Linked DNA regions of Macaca fascicularis: region 2 is linked to region 1. Evidence: chromatin contacts called from public Hi-C data. All regions are on one chromosome and are shown on one strand. The core of a region is the stretch at or near the end of the contact, and the rest is flanking DNA. Distances in the headings are between cores, read along the strand shown.

The links. Hi-C and Micro-C count contacts between places; a contact is called where the count stands out from the background.
Region 2: a Hi-C map of skeletal muscle shows a contact between it and region 1, with 4 times the contacts expected there. The contact joins the enhancer-like site here to the promoter of ETV6 in region 1. A contact is called at or near these places in 2 of 2 Hi-C or Micro-C datasets (liver and skeletal muscle).

Annotation. Positions count from the first base shown.
Region 1 is chr11:14,423,985-14,427,614 of T2T-MFA8v1.1, reverse strand. ETV6 (ETS variant transcription factor 6) reads right to left here and starts at 1,975. Exons shown (of 7, transcript XM_015430391.4): 1 at 1,489-1,975. LOC141408025 (a long non-coding RNA gene) reads left to right here and starts at 2,085. Exons shown (of 3, transcript XR_012420036.1): 1 at 2,085-2,418. It overlaps LOC135966172 (a long non-coding RNA gene), which reads right to left and starts at 1,429. Exons shown (of 2, transcript XR_010579295.2): 1 at 1-1,429.
Region 2 is chr11:14,640,587-14,644,216 of T2T-MFA8v1.1, reverse strand. All of the region lies in intron 3 of ETV6 (ETS variant transcription factor 6), which reads right to left. Among named protein-coding and RNA genes, the nearest start is that of BCL2L14, 190 kb to the left of the region's middle. Within about 2 kb of position 1,731, at least 2 of the 6 cell types and tissues checked have an H3K27ac peak or open chromatin away from gene starts, as enhancers often do.

The DNA.
Region 1 (3,630 bases), core at 726-3,225:
ACTGGTTTTGAAGTATTAATATCAAAGTACCCCAAGTTCTTTAGTGTGGCACGCCCCATGCCCACAGACATACTGCTACCTCCAGATATGTACAAACACAAAAGCGTAAAAGTTCCATTGGGCATTTTTGTGAGGCAAAAACAAAGAAGCCCAACACACCTTTTGATTTCACATTAGCCTCTCCTCAAACCCATGAAAATGTTTTCTGGTAAGAAACACCAAAATGTGATTCTAATTATTAAAAACCTAGTAAGCCTGTATGATGAACTACTGCGTTTCCCCTACACAGATTCTAATTGAAAGGCAGTGTTAAAACAGGAAGGGTTTTTCTACAGACGAAGAAAACAGGTTACTTGTCCATTGTTGCTGTAATGTCCATTCAATGAACATACATTAAATAGGCCAAACCAAAAACAAAACTTCAGCAGCTTCAGCCTCTCACAGGGGCGGAAGGCTTTCTACCTGGGTACTGGTGGAATAGTGAAATGAATAAAGTGTACAATAAATGCAGCGATGGGAAAAATAACTGGGGTAGACGGATAAATCATCCTGCCTCCCAATGGTGGCAAACTTTACAACAACTTTTCAGAAGCAACAAACCGCAGCACCACAGTCTTTACAGATATATAGACATGCATACACACAACTACTGGGTAGCCCAGCAGTGTGTTTACAAACATCCACCGCCCTGCATTTACAATACTGCAAAACCGGCCAGAAAGCTGGGAGGGTGCTGCTCTTAGATATCCTCTCTGCACTGTCAAACACAGAAGGTCATTTTGCCTGGTTTGCTTAGTTCTTCCTCTCCCTGCATCACAGGAGTTTTCTACTTTGGGATTGCTCAACTTTCATATGGATCAGAGTAAAATAACTATTCAGCAACTTTATTCACCTAGGTTAAAAAAAAAAAAATTCATTGTGCAATGCCTAGGAAAAGCTGACACCAGGACTGCCTCTCCGACAGCACTTGCAATTACAATCAGACGAGGGGGAAAAAAATCATGTCTGATCAGACCCAGAGAGTCCTTTAAAAAAATGAAGAAAAAGATTCTATCGCAGCTGGGACTGAAGAACTTTTTTTCTAAGAAGACCACCCCTCGGGGACAAAAGTTACATTTCAGTCACATGTTGGGTGTAGGAATAGGGAGCAGGTTTTTGGGGGTTTTTTTAAGCGCACTAATTACGGGGGTGTTTTACAGTTCTGGAGACAATCCGGGTTGCTCCTGACCAATTGTGACCGGCATTTCATTGTCAAAAAGCAAGAGGGTGGGGGCCGAGGAGCCGGCAGGGGCTCGGCGGTGGGGAGTAGCAAGGTTACGCTAAAGGGTACAGCCGCCGCCGCGAGCTGCATCTCCTTCCCTCGCGCCCCAAATAATTTACTGCGAACAGAGCAACTGCAACAGCCCGCTCTGAGGAGCCCAGCACGACTGCCCTGGCCGGTGCAGCTCAGGGTTTCCACCACGGAGAGGGAGGGGAGAAGATTTTTACCTTAATGCTACACTGAGCAGGAGTCTCAGACATGTCTCACAGCGAGAGAGATCAGGAAGTTCTCAGGTTTTTTCCACTTTCCTTTCCTCTCCCCAACCCAGAAAGGCTCCACGGCCAGCCGGACGCGGTCATTTAAGAAGTTTCTTCCAGCATCTCTCCCGGCAGCCGCCCCGGGGGTCTGGAGCGCGCGGGGCGGGGCGGGGCGGCCGGCGGAGTTGGGCGCGCGGGGCGGCGGGGGCGTGGGAGCCGGGCCCGAGCGCGGCGGCGGGGTCTGCAGGTCGCGGCGCGGCGCGGGGACCCGGGACGCAGCCCGGCCAGCCTCCCGGTCTCTCCTCCCACCCGCAGCCGGCGCCCCCGCCCCCCGCCCTCCCGCCGCTCTCCCTCGCTCTCTCGAATGTTTTCCTTCCTGGAAGAGAGAAACTGAAAGGCAGAACTGAGAAAGCTCTTTGCTCATTGATCTTGAGAGTTTCAGTGCAGAAACTGACGTGAATTCCCAGCACTGAGCTCTGCCTCTTAAAGGAGCCACCAGGAAATAAAAGCTCGGGTTACAGCCCGGCATCGGGGAAATAAAAGCCGCGCGGGGGAGGGGCGGCCGCGGGGGCGCGGGCGGAGGAAACCCGGGGAGCGGGGCCGCGCCAGGCCGCGGCTGCTAGCGGGGCGAGCGGCGCAGCCCCCCAGGCCGGCCCCCGGTGCGGGCGCCCGCCCTCCACGCCGCGAGACCTCCCGCTGGCGGAGCCAATTTCCGGGCTTAAGGAAGACACCTTTAAAAAACGTTACATCGTGGCCCCAGACACCACAAAACAGGTTTTATTAAACTCCTCCCACCTCCCCTGGCTCCATCTCTTGGATACATCGATTTGCACAAGGGTTTTGAAACGTTTCCCTAAGCGCAGATGCAACGAAAGTAATTATCTATGAAGGGCCATTCCGGTAAGGACGCGGAATCCGAAGGAGGAAATAAAACAATAGCCTTTGTTCTGCTTCTCGACCGCTGCCTCTTTAAGAGAATCCACCAGGAAATGGGAGATCGGGTTACAGCCTGCACACGGGGAAATGTGGGGAGAGCGGGCGCCCGAGCGCGACGCCGGAGACAAAGCCGGGGCGGCCGCGCTGCAGACGCTGGGGGACCGCCGGGCGGGGGGATTCCCGGGGAAGGTGGGCGCCCCGGAAAGAGGTGGCGCCGCGCGCCCGCTTGGGGATGCGGCGGCCGCGGGCGCTTCCCCAGCCGAGCACGCGCTCCGGGACGGGAAGGTTGCAGGGCAGTTATCAAAGGCAGCTGAGTTCCTTTTCCTGATCTCCCCCTCCTGTTTCGAAATCTACTGCCCTTTTAAAGAAATAGCGGCCGCCACCAACCGAAATAGGTGACTCGACTACAAACTTGGCAGGACGTGTTCCTGCAGATAATACCCCTCCCCAGGACCGCTTCTGTGAAACCGTCATTGGCCGGTTGATTGGATGGCCCTGGGATCCTGCAGGGGGAGGAATATTTGGTTGGAAAAGCAGTTGAGGGTGGTTGAGGCCGTTGGGACTGAGGGGTCTAGCCTTGAGCACAAGTGGTCTGATTACTTTATTATTTTTATTATTATTTACAGTCTCTTAAATTGCCCTGAAGTGTCCACCACAAAAAACTGAGAACATTATCATTATACTTAAATTCTAACCTTGTTAACACATATATGGGGGTTTAATATGTGGATGTGTAATGTAAAACGAAATTTGTTGTAATTTCGTCTTTATTGAGTAATATATTAAATATGGTATAAATATGTATATACCCATATATGTTACCTGCACCGAACCAGGACACATTTCCCCGAGTCTCCCCACCCTTACAGATTTTGCCTACCCACTTTTCTTCACCTCTCCATATTATGAAATGTGTTCAGACTTGTATACACAATACTTTTGTTCACACATTGATCAGATCACTCCGAACGAGGCTAGGGTGGGAAAGAGTGCTGTTGCTGGGATGGTGGGAACTGGTTTTTGTGAGCCTCCAGGAACCTGAACAGTGTTTGTCAACTGGTAGTCATACTCTCCAAGAGATCTCAGTCTTGTCCACACCGACTCCTCTGCCTTTGACTACCCCCTTCTTCCCTTTAACAAATCTGTATTCTTTTGCTTTTCACAATTGATGTTGCA
Region 2 (3,630 bases), core at 482-2,981, 220 kb before region 1:
GTCTCGCTCTGTTGCCCAGGCTGGAGTGCAGTGGCGCGATCTTGGCTCACTGCAAGCTCCGCCTCCCGGGTTCACACCGTTCTCCTGCCTCAGCCTCCTGAGTAGCTGGGACTACTGGCACCTGCCACCACGCCTGGCTAATTTTTTGCATTTTTAATAGAGATGGGGTTTCACTGTGTTAGCCAGGATGGTCTCGATCTCCTGACCTTGTGATCCACCTGCCTCGGACTCCCAAAGTGCTGGGATTACAGGTGTGAGCCACCGCACCCGGCCTGTTGATACTATTTACAAGGGAAATTATATATCTGGGATTTGCTATAAAATAATCTGGGATGGTGAAGGAGAGAGGAAGTAGACCACAGGGGAAAACAAGATTGGCCTTGAGTTGACCATCAAAACTGGTGATGGGTACATGGTGATTCATTATACAATTCTCTTTACTTTTGTATAGGTTTGATATTTCCTGTTATAAAAAGCTTTTTTTTTTTTTTTTTTTTTTTTAAAGTGCTTAATTAACCTTGCAAGGATATAGGTTGGGATGACAAGCACTAACTTCCTCACTTTAACCCAAATGCATATAAATGCTTACCAGGCACTGACTAAAATGATCTGTAATCTTCTGGAGATAAGGCAAACTTTCCTTTTATAGATAATATGGATCTCAATTCTGCTGCCCATAGAAATGTATTTATCTTTTGTCCATGGTTCACTTTTCATTTGTCACAGAGTATAATCACTGTAAACAACTGAAGACAGTTCCAGTTTGAACTTTCCTATATTTTCTTCTAAATGCCATTTACAGAATGTCTTTCTTTTTTTTTTTTTTTTTTTTTTTTGACACGGAGTCTTGCTCTGTGCCCCAGGCTGGAGTGCAGTGGCGCGATCTCGGCTCACTGCAAGCTCCGCTCCCCCGGGTTCACGCCATTCTCCTGCCTCAGCCTCCCGAGTAGCTGGGACTACAGGCGCCCGCCACCTCGCCCGGCTAATTTTCTTGTATTTTTAGTAGAGACGGGGTTTCACCGTGTTAGCCAGGATGGTCTCGATCTCCTGACCTCATGATCCGCCCGTCTCGGCCTCCCAAAGTGCTGGGATTACAGGCTTGAGCCACCGCGCCCGGCCCAGAATGTCTTTCTTTACTTAAAAGCTTATTAAGGTTTAAAATACTTAAGGATGATGAAGACCATGTATTGAAAAATCCCATTTCCTGAATCCATTTCCCATCTTACAAATTTCAAAACAGTCACAGGCATTGGTCAGTAATCTGGTTACCTGCAGGCTTTCTTTGATGTCCTGGGCTTCAAGGCTTTGTGTGTGGGTGTGCACTCAGGCCAGGCCTTAGGAAGTCTGGGAGGACCAGGAGAGGAAGAACTTTCATGCCAAGGGTAAAGGAGGAACTGATGTAATGTCCTGGAGAGATTTCACTCTCCGTTCCTGCCCAGACCTTGGGAACAATGCAGGAGGGTGATAGTGCTTTGGATAATCCAACTCAGATTCTACTTTGGACTCAGGATCCAGGCAGGAACAGGACTTGGAGGAGCTTGATTTATTTATTTCTCTGCAGATATCACTCAAAGAGGAAGTACTTGATGAAGCTGATAACATTAACAGTAGAGAACTGGATCCGAGGGTATTTAATTCCAGGCTCCTGGTGGTCTGGGCACAACCACTGTCAAGGCCGAGAGGCCTGCAGTGAGACCTTGCAAGCTTTGTTTCAGTCTGCAAAGCAGTGCCCGTGTACCGAGTGGGCTATGACGTTCTTAGCCTACTGCCTGCCACCTCTGTTATTATAAGTTGGCAACAGGGCATGGAAACTTACGAGACCAGAGCCGGCAGGCAGAGAAGCTCCGGACACAGGAAATGCACTGAGCGGACAGTGGGTGCATTAAATCCCCCAGATGTAGGAGTCTTCTGTCTAAAACAAGAAGATTTTTTTGGTCTGGCCTTGATGTCTGGGTTTGTTCTTGGTGAGCTGCCCAGCTGGAAAACTGGGAAATTATCCACATTGCCCTCATTCTGAAGGTCTTGATATGGAAGGGAAATATACAAGGAAGAGGGAGGGAAAGCCAGACATAATTAGTCCCTGTGGACACAGAAGGAAGGGAGGAAGAAAGACCAAGGACGGGCAGGGAACTGTCATTCTGGTTGGAAGTGTTTTCTGATCTGAAACCTTTTTCCTGGTAGACCTCTGTTAGACACAAATAATCCCTTCTTCTCACTGCCAAACAGCCTAAAATAAACCAGGACTTTAAATGTGGTAATTTTCTTTACAAAAAGGTCTGATTTCTTACCCTTTCCTCTTGTTAGGAAAGTTTCTCTACTTAAAAATTCATAAAAATTTGACCCCATTTAATCACGCTATAAATAATAAGTAACTAGTAAACCTAAACAAACAAACAAAAATCTGCCTTTGGTGAAAGTTTTGACTGGTAGGTTTCCAGGGTACAGCAAAGGCTAAGATCAAGTTTGCATCTCACACACCAGGATCACATTTCCACCATTGTGCTTTCCCTAAGCCCACAGATGCTGGTCAGAGAAGAAGGTCACCAGGGAGATGCAAATCAACAGGCCCAGCAGGTAATGCTCACTCAAGCCTCAGTCCACTGGGCTTCACTTTCTCCCTATCCCAGTCATTTTGTTAAAATTTAGTGGGAGTATGAATGATACACAGAGCTAGACAGAAGTCATAAGCTCAAGGTCTTGAAGTGGAATTTAAACTATATTTCATATACCACTCCCGGTCTCCTAAGCCCATTAGGGGATGAAAATCTCTCCCCCAAAATTCATAAGTTGAAGTTCTAACCCCTAGTACCCTCACATTGTGACCTTATTTGGAAAGAGAGTCCTTGAGGATGCAATTAGTTAGGATGAGGTCATTTTATGAACAGTCAATATGATTGGTGCCCTTATAAAAAGTATACTTTGGACTTAGAGACATACACAGGGGAAGAAAGGAGGTGAAGATGAAGGCAGAGACCTCCAAGGCAAGGAATGCCAAAGCTTGCCAGCAAACCACCAGAAAAGAGGAGAGAGTCATGGAACAGATCCCATCTCAAAGCTCTCAGAAGGAACCAACTCTGGCACACCATGTTGACCTTGGACTTCTAACCTCCAGAACTGTGAGATGATAAATATCTGTTGTTTAAGCCACCCAGTTTGGGGTACTTTGTTACAGCGGCCCTAGCTAACTAATAATACGCCCCCTACTCCAGTTACCTGAGGTTCAACCTCTGCTTGGTTTGGAGCCTTTCCCCTTGACTGTGTGCCCGGCATTTCGGCCTATTCATCCCCACAATGTGCCAATGTCACTGAACTCCCTTGGAGGGCCTGAGAAGAAAACTGCCCTAGTTTGGAGTGGATGATTCACATATGTCTGAGGTTACCAACAATAAACCCTGTGTACGCTCCTAGAATTTTATAAGCATTTGATGAAAGGGGCTAAATGAAACAAAATGGTTAACTTGTAGTACTCTGAGGCTTAATCTTCATTACTGCAGCAGGCCTGGGCAGGACTGCTTCCAAACAGGCCACCTTTCCAGGGGATCAGTAGAGAGAGTACATGCACATCTGCCGACACAGGAGGCCTCACAATCGGGGCTGCAGACTGTCTTGCTCTTCACAGGCAGTATGGGG